4 separate regions of the Mus musculus genome follow, and regions 1, 3 and 4 are each linked to region 2. Evidence: chromatin contacts called from public promoter capture Hi-C data. All regions are on one chromosome and are shown on one strand. The core of a region is the stretch at or near the end of the contact, and the rest is flanking DNA. Distances in the headings are between cores, read along the strand shown.

Region 1 (2,700 bases), core at 100-2,599, 2.4 Mb before region 2:
AAGACTGAAACAGCAGGATCCGGGTTCAAGGCCAACTACAAAAGGAGCTTGAGGACAGCCTGAGATCCCTGAGACCCTGTCTCAGACCACAAAAGAAGTATCACATACACTCTGAAGACAGAGTTATCAGTGGAGAGGTAAGAGTCACAATAAATACTAATACGAGCCTTTTAAATTGGAAAGGGCCGCCTCCTGTATACTTCCTTTCCCAAGGAGACAGTCAATCCCCATCAGTCGTCACCTCTGATAATTCTTCCGTTAAATTCTTAATAGTAAGTACACATGTGTCTTCCCCCTAGAACCTACCTATTAATCGTAGCTGTACCTCTTTCAGCTACAAAGATCAAGCAGGAGGCCTCTTTGCCATAACTCCCCCACCCAACCCCCACCCCCACCCCGCGCCAGCTTTTAAAGATAGTTAGTTATTCTCCTCCGGCGTTCTTTCCTAAGCTAGAAGTTTCATAGAATCGAGCCGGCTCCAGCTGCCTCGAATCGAGTACCGCATTCACAGCGGGACCGCACTTCGGATGAGCAGGCTTCAAACACGAGTAGGACTCCAGAGGAGAACGTTCAAAATAAGGTTTCCTAGGATCCAGACCCAGATTCGAAACAAGCTGTGGGAAAAGCCCAGGGCTGGAGAGCCGGCATCCCGGAGGGTTTCGGAGCAGGTGCTGTGGAGGCCCACGCTTTTGAGACAGCTGTGCCCGGTTGTACAGCTGTGGGAACTAGGTTCAGGGAGGTCAAAGACTTGGCCTCGAACGCACAGTGAGCTGCAGGCAGCGAACTCAAGTCCAGGTCTCCTACGCTTCACCCCAAATCTGTTCACCGCATTCCTCATCTTTCCACTCCACCAAATCGCCACCCACGAGAGAGGCGGTCCCGCCCCCGAGGCTACGGGAGTCAGGACGAGCCCCGTCTGGAAGGGGAGCTTGTGCGCACCCTTCTTTCCCTTTTCTGGGGCCTTAGTTTGCCCAATCTGTACCCACGGATGCCAGTCTGACCTTCCTTCTGGGACCTGGACAGAGCCAGACTGGATGACTCCTGGCCCTTGGCTTCAGATCCCTGAGCCTGGGAAGGGGGTCCCATGCCTCCCGGGCCCGCCGTCCCAGCTCGTCACCTACCTGCCGCCGCGGTAGAGCGAGCGCCAGCGACGCCAGCTGTCCGTTCCCCCGTCCCGGAGTAGCCGAGCCAGTCTTAGAGACGCGTCAGTCAGAAAGATTGAACCTCCGACCCCTCCTACCGGGAACTTGGTCACCTGACGCGGAGCCGCCTCTAGTAGAACAACTTCCGGTTCCAGCCGGAAAAGGCTGGTGTGCAGCGCTGCTCTCCGGCCCAGGCGCCCGGCTGGTAAGTTCCGCCCCGGGACAGGAAGGGGAGGGCGTCTGGTCTTTCCGTAGGGTTTCCTAGCGCTGGAAGAGGAGGGAAGGCAGCTCGGTGGATGGGCGAGCTCGCCTCGCCCGCGTGAAGACGTGGGAATAAATATGTGCGTACCCGCCAGCTAATCATAGCATTCATTCGGGTGATGGGTCAGAACTTCAATGTCGTTTTCGAAGCAGGCTTGGGATACATGGGACCGTGTCGCAAAAATAATGGGCGGATGAAAAAGCCAGTTCTAGAAATACCAGTTTGGAATGCCTTGTACAAGAAAGTAAGGTCAGTGGTTGTTCTGTTTTATAAAGAAGAAGAACAGGAGGAGGAGGCATGGGAAGTGGAGTAGGAAAGGGAGTAGAGAATGAGGAGAAGGGAGAGAGGCCGGCCAGGAACGCGTGAAGAGAGAGGGCGGAGGGGGAAGGGGGCAAAGAGTAAGGGAGAGGAGGGGGCGAACAGCCCCTTTTATAGTAAGCCGGGCATACCTCGCTGTTGCCAGGTAACTGTGGGGCGGAGCCTAGAAGGAATGCTAACAGTGGTGATGGATGAGAATGTGCAAAACGACCCAGGAGCTCTCTTGAAGACTCTACTAGCCAAATCTGTGAAATTTCAGTATCAAAATAATAAAGGTAATAAGAGTATAACTAATTGGAGCCCATGAGATGGTTCAGAGGTAAAGATGTTTGCTGCCAAGCCTGTCAACTCTAGTTCAGTCCCCAGAAACCCAGCGGTGGAAGGAAAGGAGTCTGGCAAGTTGTCATCAGACCTTCACATGTATACAGAGACACTTAATAAATACATGGTAATTTATTTTAAAACTAATTAGATGAACTTGTAACCAATGAGGGATTGTTTTTTTTTTACAGTAGCAAGTGCATTTATTATATTTAAAAATAACTAGAAAAATTGGTGTTTTAGCTTTCCATATATAAAAACATGTGAGTCCAGTGCAACAGTGCTCAGTGCAGGTGAGTGATTTTGCTGTGCAGCTCCTACAAAGCTGCATAGCTGTGCTGTTGCAGGGGTGGGGGGAGTGGGGGGTGGAGAGCCGGCACACCTCATTCTGTAGAACAAGAAGGGACTTCCGTCCTGCCTCGGACAAGCAGTAGCAGTAGCATTCCTGTGTGTAAGCTGAGGTAGGGCTGGCACACCGGCCTTGTATCCTGTACTGGATGGCTTTCAGCTTCTGCTTGCCAGTGTGAAAGCCCAAACGCCAGATGGCAGGTGAGCCTGCATCCTCTCCCCAGAGTCCTTGACCTTATCAATCTCTAGCTCCACCTGTGGGGGACCTGAGGGATCGGTCAGAATACTCCTCCTCCTTCTGTTCCTGGA
Region 2 (2,700 bases), core at 128-2,627:
AGGACCAACAGCCTGTGGGATGCAAGGGCTGATCGTGTGTGCTAGGCACAGCACAAAGTGGTCCATTTAGCCGGGCAGTGGTGGTGCACACCTTTAATCCCAGCACTTGGGAGGCAGCAGCAGGTGGGTTTCTGAGTTCGAGGCCAGCCTGGTCTACAGAGCAAGTTCCAGGACAGCCAGAGCTACACAGAGAAACTCTGTCTCAAAAAAATCGAATAAACCAGAAAGGTGGTCCATTTAATATGCGTATAGTAAGTTGTGGACACGGAGTTCCCCTGCTGAGTCAGACAGCTAGGAGGGCTAAGATGGGTTAGACCCTCCCCCCCACACACACACACACACTCACACACACATCAGTTCTTGGCATAGTCTCCATGCTTCCTCAAGGAGAGCCAGAAAGGAGACTGCCGGGAGGGGCTTGCCTACTCCCTGAGAGCAGTGGGTTACAGAGCCCAGTACCCGAAAATTTCCCCTTTTTCTCCCTGCTCATGCTGGACAGAGAGGGTGAGGGTGAGGGTGAAAGACTGAGGAGGTGGCATCGTGTTGGTGTTTCTTGACCTGCTTTTTCTTTTTTCTCTTCCAGCTGAGATGTAAACTTTCCCATGTCAATCATCTGGGGGTCGCTATTCTTTTTTATCAGAGTGCCTCCCCACCTTGGTTGAAAGCTGCCTGCCACTGCCCTGGACCTATGGCTGCTACAAGCCCACGTTCACATCTTTAATCCTTCATGGGTAAATGCTCTGGCATTCCTGGGCTTAGCTATGATGGCCATTATGAGCCAGCCAACGTTTGTATTCTAGAAGCCATAGCTGAAGCTGTTGTAAACAATTTGTTGTTTTAACCGCTTCTGGTCAGAGGAAGGAGAGAAATAGCTATTACTCCACATTGGGACCTGAGCCCTGAGCTCTGAAGTGGGGCTCCTATCTCCATAAGGACAGCAGCTTGCTGAGAACAGCTTTTCACAGCCTTCCTCGCAAAAATTGGCTCCAAAGACCTGGGATGTTGGTGATAACTGGACAAAGGTGACACCTGTGCAAGCACACAGCAGGTGACACTTTGAAGAGCTAACCTCCAGAAAGTGGAAAGGAGGTGATCGCCAGTACCCTCGAGGGCCCTACTCCCTCCCTCCCCTAGCAATCTCCCTGGGCTCAGAGCAAAGGGCACAGCGGGTTAGAGCACAGGTCTCCTTAGACTCCGCACACTCCCTTCCCCATAACTGTTGCATTCTTTTCTCCCAGGCCTTCCTCCCCGCTAGGCGCCCTGCACCCAGACCCTCTAAACTGGGCGCTGACGCTGCTATTAGTCTGGGCTCCGTGCTGCTCCGCCTCCCTCCCCCGCAGCCCCCGGTCCAAGGCCGGCTCCTCCTCCTCCCCCTCCGGAAACCCGAAGCCCCCGCCCCGGCCAGGCCGTCGCAAGCGCTCTGGAGGGCGGTCCGCGTGAGAGCCAGCCACGCGGGGCAGGAGCGCCCAGTTGCTGCCGGAGCTGGGCCCGCCAGAACCTCTCCTGGAGCCCCTTGCTCTCCTTGAATCTCCCTTTCCCACCGCTTTCTGGATACCCTTGACGCCCACGTTCCTCGCGCCCTTTCCCGCCCCTACGCGGGGCGCTGCCCCTGCCACCCAAGTCCCTGCTCAAGCCCGCCCGGCTCCCGCGCGTGCCCAGAGCCATGGCTCCAGTGCGCACCGCATCCCTGCTCTGCGGCCTCCTGGCACTGCTGACGCTGTGCCCTGAGGGGAACCCACAGACGGTGCTGACGGACGACGAGATCGAGGAGTTCCTCGAAGGCTTCCTTTCGGAGTTGGAGACCCAGTCCCCGCCCCGGGAAGACGACGTGGAAGTCCAGCCGCTTCCCGAACCCACCCAGCGTCCCCGCAAATCCAAGGCAGGGGGCAAGCAGCGGGCAGATGTAGAAGGTGAGAACCTGGTGACATGGGTGGCCATGGCATCAAGTGAGCATACAGGGGCTCTGGAGGGTCTAGCCACTTCCCATGCTGCCCCGTGAGGAATGTCTCTCCAAGGCAACGCAAGGCAACACACTGCCAGGCAGCAGTTCTGTCCTGGAGTTTGGAAACCTGGAGGTGTGTGTTCAGCATAGGGTGGCGCTGGGCTTTTGAGGTCGCCCAAGTTGTTCATCCCAGGTCTCAAGAGAGTGTAGGTTTGGACGAGTGGGAAATTGTGATTCGCCTCTCCGAACTGGCCCTAGTCTCTTAGTGGCAAGCTTCAAGCCTAGGCATCTGCTTGCCTCCTCTTCTCCCACAGGAACACAGACAGGGGAGCGGGGTGAGGAAGACTTCCAGGTGAAAGTGGGCAGTCTGAGATGGTCAGAACTAAGCGAGGTGATAGCATCCCGGAGGCATGCAACCCCGAGCCTCTTATGCAATCGTTGTCAGTAAATCTTAGCTGTTTTTCATGGCCCTCTGGAGAGTGGCAACGGATCTTGTGATCTCTCTCCCAGGAGACTGTAAGGCACCATTCATCATTCCTGAGGTCAGCCACTCCCCCTCCGGCCCCCACTGCTGTAGATCTGTCCTGCTCTCCCTACCCTCACCTCCCTGCACACTTTGCCTCCAGCAACCAAGACGTTCTGGACATTGCCAAGTGACCCTGCTCCTGCTGCATGTTTTGCTGTATTCCCTGTGTTTCAGCCAGCTGCCTGTGTGTTTCCCATTCGCCATTAAATTCTCCGCACCCAGCAATTGCAGC
Region 3 (2,700 bases), core at 94-2,593, 2.6 Mb before region 2:
ACCTAAGAATTATTTTTTATCCTTAGACGCCCACAATAGAGGTGAAGGTGAACAAACTGTCTATTGAAATACTGCTTCAGGGGAAGACCAAATGGCTCATATTCACGAGCATCCAGCAAACTGCAGACTGAAGAGGATACAGGCAACTAAGTATTTTTTAAAAAGAAAAACCAAGCCTGGCTAATGTCAGCACTCTGGAGGCAGAGGCAGATCTGTCTGAGTTCAAGGCCAGCGTGATCTACACAATGGGATCCCTGACATCCAGAAGTATGTAGCAAGACCCTGTCTCCAAACAAAGGAGAGAGGTAGAGGGAGGGAGAGAGGGAAAAAATCCAGGGCCAGATAGACACACTCAAGTGCACTTGCTGCCAAACTTGGAAGACCTAAACTCAATCCCAGAAACCATGACTGAACAGAACGATTCCCCTAAGTAATGCTGAACACACACACACAGAAACATAAAAATAAACTGAATTCCCTCTCCCCTCTCCAGTTCATTCTCTTCACCACAAAAGAAACAAACGAGACCCAACGTGAAAGGACCCACGGTCATTCGAATTTCTATCCACAGAGGGAATTAAAATGCATCTGCTGATTCGTTTCTACGGTACCCAATCTAAAAGAAGGGTGTCACATTACGGACTTTAAAAAGCCCTGAAGGTCTCAGGGATGACGCGCCATCCAGGTACAATCTACTTACTCCCAGATCTTACCGTCACAACCAACGGCGTGTAAAAGGGGACCACCAGTGAGTGGCAAGTGGGCAAGGAATAACGGGACAAGACCTCAAAGCCCGTGATCGGATCACGGAGTCTGGGATATAGAAGTCGTGTGGCTCAGAGAAAAAAGCAAGAAAAACAGAAATAATGTCGAGACATGCGCCGAAAACCGGAGCAAGTGCTGGGTGTGGGATGTGGGAGGTTGCGCAGAGACGGAGCTGGCGGATGGGAGCTGAGAAGCCCAGGCCCGAGGAACTGAGGGAAGGGGCTGCATGGGGACGGGGCTGCGGCAGCGCAGGTTTAGACTACGGGGGCGATGGCAGCTGGTGGCACAGGGGTGGAAGCCAGGCCCTGACGCCGCGGACGCAACACCGGAGGAGCCGCAGCGCCGCAGAAGGGCCAGGAGAGAAGCGCCGGCTGCGCCTTTTACCTCGGCTTCGATCTCCGCGATCTTCGCTAAGGTCCCGCTCATGGTGGCGGAGGGCTTAAGGCCACACCAGCCTCCACACTGGTTAGGTCCCCCTTCTCGCGCCCGCCGCGCCTCTGGCCACCACTGCAGCGCGCAAGCGCGGGATCTGCTAAGCTCGCGACACGGTTCCGCGAGAAGTCCGCGCCGACGCTCTCGGAGATGGGCGGTCTCCGCCTTCTCCGCCGACTCCTCCCTGTCCCGCCAGCCAGCGCGGTGTCATAGAGCCCGCAGTGAGGTGACCAGAGCGGTCGCTCGGGCCAACTTCCCGGAGCGCGCCGAGGGTCGCGCGCAGCTCGGCCCCACCCCGCCGGACCTGCGCTCGCCCCTTCGACTCCCGTGCCCAGCGTGCACCTAAACCCGGCGACCATCAGAGTGCGCGCAGATACTTGGAAGCTCCCTTTCTTCATCAGGACAGACCTCGGCTTCCTGGGTTGTAGAGAGACTCAGAGGGGTGGGGGGTTGTAGAGAGACTCAGAGGGGTGGGGGGCACAATTTTTGAGGGATCCTTTGTTTACCAGGAACCCTAAAGAAGGAGTGTGGCACTCAACGAGCCACAGTTAGTGGATCGAATGAGCTCTTCCAGAGAGAGCCATTACTTGGAGAAGCTATCATGTTGAAAAGTTGGAAATTATGTTAGCACAAATTAGAAGGGAATGCATAAATAAATATAAAAGCATTTTTATTGTGTAAAATAAGGTTACAGCCACTAAAGCGTAGTGTGACTGGAAGTGAGTCCCGAATTTGTCAGATGGACAAATAGAACTGTGCCTTTTATCATTATACTCTCTAGGCTGTTTGTTAGAAATACACTTAGAGAGGCATAGGGTAGTGGTACCCACCTTTAATCCCAGCACTTGGGAGGCAGGCGGATTTCTGACTTCGAGGCCAGCCTGCTCTACAGAGTGAGTTCTAGGACAGCCAGGGCTATACAGAGAAACCCTGTCTCAAAAAAAAAAAAAAAAAAAAGTACCGGAGTGTGTCTCCTGGTGGTGCTGAGACCAAGGATCTCCTGTGTTCAAGGCAACCCTCGACTACCACACACCATGCCAGAAAGTACATTCTAGGAAATGTAGATAAACCAGATGATAGAGGCGCACGCCTTTGATCCCAGTACTCAGGAAGCAGAAACAGGTAGATCTCTGAGTTCAGTTCCAGGCCAGCCTGGTCTTCAGAGCAAGTTCCAGGACAGTCAAGGCAGAGAAAGCTATCTCGAAAAACTGGGAAAAAAATAAAATAAAAAAGGGAAAAAAAGAAAAAGGGAGGTAAAAGAATGGTTCCCATAGGAAGGTTTTTCCTGTAATGCCGAGGACTCACTCATGACACTTAGATCGGGAGGATCCCCCTGAACCCTGAGGGGAGAATTGTTTATGGGTCTGATGATGAGGGACATAGAGGGACCGACCATTTGCTTTGTGTAATTGTTTAATTGGGCTTTGGACACGGGTGCATACTTTCTTTTATCTAACTGTGTAACTTTGAATGATCTAAAATTAATTATGTAGACCAGGCTGG
Region 4 (2,700 bases), core at 35-2,534, 2.6 Mb before region 2:
GGCATTTGCCTCGGTCAGTGTGAGGCAGGCAGAAGGTTCCGCCTGCGTCGGATCGGGATCCCGTCTCCTTCCTAGGGCAGCAGAGCGGGAGGTCTCAGCCGACTTCTAGGGATTTCGGCCATCAAAGGAGAACTAGGCAGGGTGCTGATGCCCGTCCGACCTGCGGGTGCGCAAGGTAGGCTGGGGGGCTCAGATCCACAGGCTCTGGCTGCCCATCCCGCACGCTCGCCTACACTCTGGGCGGGCAGCGGAGGGGCGGCTGTAGCTGGTTTGCTGGCTCGGCGCTCAGATCGTATTGGCCGGGGTCGGGGGGGGGGTGGTGGTGTGTGGGGGGTGGTTGAGGCTGCAGCCCCGGGCCCCGCGGGCGGGGTGGGGAGGCGGAGGATCAGGCTGCGCTAGCATTGGCGGAGCTGGGGAGTGGGGGCAGGAAGCGAGCGGAGCGGAGCTGCAGGGGGGGGGGTTGTATAAATAGGGAATGGGGGACGTGCATCCTCCGCTGGGTGAGGGGGGGGGGCGTTCGGCACAAAGAAAGTGGAAAGTTTGCAGCGCTAGGCGGCCCAAGCTAGGGAGCCGGATGCGCACGTGCTGAGTCGGGGCGACCGAGACCCCCCACGCCGAGCTCGCTGCTTTTTTTTCTTTCTGCAAGCTGGGGGGGGGGGTGTTGTTGGTATCGCCCCCTCCTTCTCCTCCCCCCAGGGGTGAAAGTGCAAGAGGAAGTGCAGCCGCTGCCATCTTTCCTCCGTTCCGAACGCACGGAGCCTGGGGCCGCAGCGCCGCCGCCACTCGTGCCTGGCTTGGGAAAGGGCCCACCCTGCTACTGCCACCCGCTCGCTTCGGCCGCCGCCTTCGCCGGGCTCCAAGACTCGGCCTACGCCACCGCCCCTGTGCGCGCGGACCGCCGCCTTCGCCTTCGCCTTTTGTTTCCTTTGCTCCGGCGCCCCCACCCCGGCTCGCGCTTTGCAGGGGACGCAGCGCGCGCCCCCAGTGGGCCCGGGAAAAGCCTCGGAGCGCGCGCTTGCGCTTGCGCGGCGGACCCCTCCTCCTCCCCGCGCGCGCGCGCGCGCCTTTTGGCCGCGCGCCGGCGCCGCCTGGCGGGCGGGAGGGGAGGTGGCAGCTGCGTTTGCAGGAGGGGCGCACCTCTTCGCTCGTTTACCCCTGGAAGGTAGACCTAGAGAGGGAGGCGGGCAGGCGGAGAGGGAGTGCTACGCGGGTCCGGCGGAGGTTAAGGGCGGCAATGTGGGGGGCAGTGCCCCGCTGGGTCTAGCCCTTTTTATTAGAGCAGGGGGCGTGTGCGCTGGGCGCACCTGAGAGTACTACCGAGCCCTGGGCCGCACGTGCGGGGAGTGTGAGTGGTCCGCTGCAAAAGGCGTCTCGCTGCCTAAGGGAAGGGACCAGGGACTGGCGGGTGCCCGGCCCGGCGAGTGGGGAAGGGGCAGCGACCATGGAGCGGGTCAACGACGCTTCTTGCGGTCCGTCGGGCTGCTACACCTACCAGGTGAGCAGACACAGTACGGAGATGCTGCACAACCTGAACCAACAACGCAAAAACGGCGGGCGCTTTTGCGACGTGCTCCTACGAGTAGGCGACGAGAGCTTCCCAGCGCACCGCGCCGTACTGGCTGCCTGCAGCGAGTACTTTGAGTCTGTGTTCAGCGCCCAGTTAGGCGACGGCGGAGCTGCAGATGGTGGTCCTGCTGATGTGGGAGGCGCGGCGGCGGCTCCAGGCGGCGGAGCTGGAGGCAGCCGCGAACTGGAGATGCACACCATCAGTTCCAAAGTGTTCGGAGACATCCTGGACTTCGCTTATACGTCCCGAATCGTTGTGCGCCTAGAGAGCTTCCCCGAGCTCATGACGGCCGCCAAGTTCCTGCTGATGAGGTCGGTCATCGAGATCTGCCAGGAAGTAATCAAACAGTCCAACGTGCAGATCCTCGTGCCCCCTGCCCGGGCTGATATCATGCTCTTTCGCCCACCTGGGACTTCTGACTTGGGCTTCCCTTTGGACATGACCAACGGGGCAGCCATGGCAGCCAACAGTAACGGTATTGCTGGCAGTATGCAGCCCGAGGAGGAGGCTGCCAGGGCCACAGGTGCTGCTATTGCGGGCCAAGCTTCTCTGCCTGTGTTACCCGGGGTGGACAGATTGCCCATGGTGGCTGGACCCCTATCCCCCCAACTACTGACTTCTCCGTTCCCTAATGTGGCATCCAGTGCACCTCCACTAACTAGCAAGCGAGGCCGGGGACGCCCCAGGAAGGCCAACCTGCTGGACTCCATGTTTGGGTCTCCAGGGGGCTTGAGGGAAGCAGGCATCCTTCCATGTGGCCTGTGCGGGAAGGTGTTCACTGACGCCAACCGGCTCCGGCAACATGAGGCCCAGCACGGCGTCACAAGCCTCCAGTTGGGCTATATCGATCTTCCTCCTCCAAGGCTGGGTGAGAATGGGTTACCCATCTCCGAGGACCCCGATGGCCCCAGAAAAAGGAGCCGGACCAGGAAGCAAGTGGCTTGTGAGATCTGTGGCAAGATCTTTCGTGACGTATACCATCTCAACCGGCATAAGCTTTCCCACTCGGGGGAGAAGCCGTACTCGTGCCCGGTGTGTGGTCTGCGGTTCAAGAGAAAAGACCGAATGTCGTACCATGTGAGGTCCCATGATGGGTCAGTGGGCAAACCGTACATCTGCCAGAGCTGTGGGAA

What was found. Promoter capture Hi-C pulls out the DNA fragments that hold promoters and counts their contacts. Capture Hi-C pulls out chosen DNA fragments and counts their contacts.
Region 1: a promoter capture Hi-C map of liver shows a contact between it and region 2, with 6 times the contacts expected there. The contact joins the promoter of 8430429K09Rik here to the promoter of Aebp1 in region 2.
Region 3: a contact with region 2 is called in a promoter capture Hi-C map of adipose tissue, with 6 times the contacts expected there. The contact joins the promoter of Drg1 here to the promoter of Aebp1 in region 2. A contact is called at or near these places in 3 of 39 promoter capture datasets (embryonic stem cells, erythroid cells and liver), 1 of 115 datasets of contacts at active chromatin or transcription factors (bone marrow-derived dendritic cells) and 1 of 9 other capture datasets (adipose tissue).
Region 4: a promoter capture Hi-C map of liver shows a contact between it and region 2, with 3 times the contacts expected there. The contact joins the promoter of Patz1 here to the promoter of Aebp1 in region 2. A contact is called at or near these places in 1 of 39 promoter capture datasets (liver) and 2 of 9 other capture datasets (adipose tissue and liver).

Annotation. Positions count from the first base shown.
Region 1 is chr11:3,451,088-3,453,787 of GRCm38.p6, forward strand. 8430429K09Rik (RIKEN cDNA 8430429K09 gene) reads left to right here and starts at 1,350. Exons shown (of 4, transcript NR_028317.1): 1 at 1,350-1,653. Rnf185 (ring finger protein 185) reads right to left here and starts at 1,869. Exons shown (of 7, transcript NM_001290472.1): 1 at 1,122-1,869.
Region 2 is chr11:5,860,489-5,863,188 of GRCm38.p6, forward strand. It overlaps Aebp1 (AE binding protein 1), which reads left to right and starts at 1,378. Exons shown (of 21, transcript NM_009636.3): 1 at 1,378-1,910. The coding sequence starts at 1,664.
Region 3 is chr11:3,265,120-3,267,819 of GRCm38.p6, forward strand. It overlaps Drg1 (developmentally regulated GTP binding protein 1), which reads right to left and starts at 1,344. Exons shown (of 9, transcript NM_007879.2): 1 at 1,150-1,344. The coding sequence starts at 1,191.
Region 4 is chr11:3,289,173-3,291,872 of GRCm38.p6, forward strand. It overlaps Patz1 (POZ (BTB) and AT hook containing zinc finger 1), which reads left to right and starts at 1,285. Exons shown (of 4, transcript NM_019574.3): 1 at 1,285-2,700. The coding sequence starts at 1,442.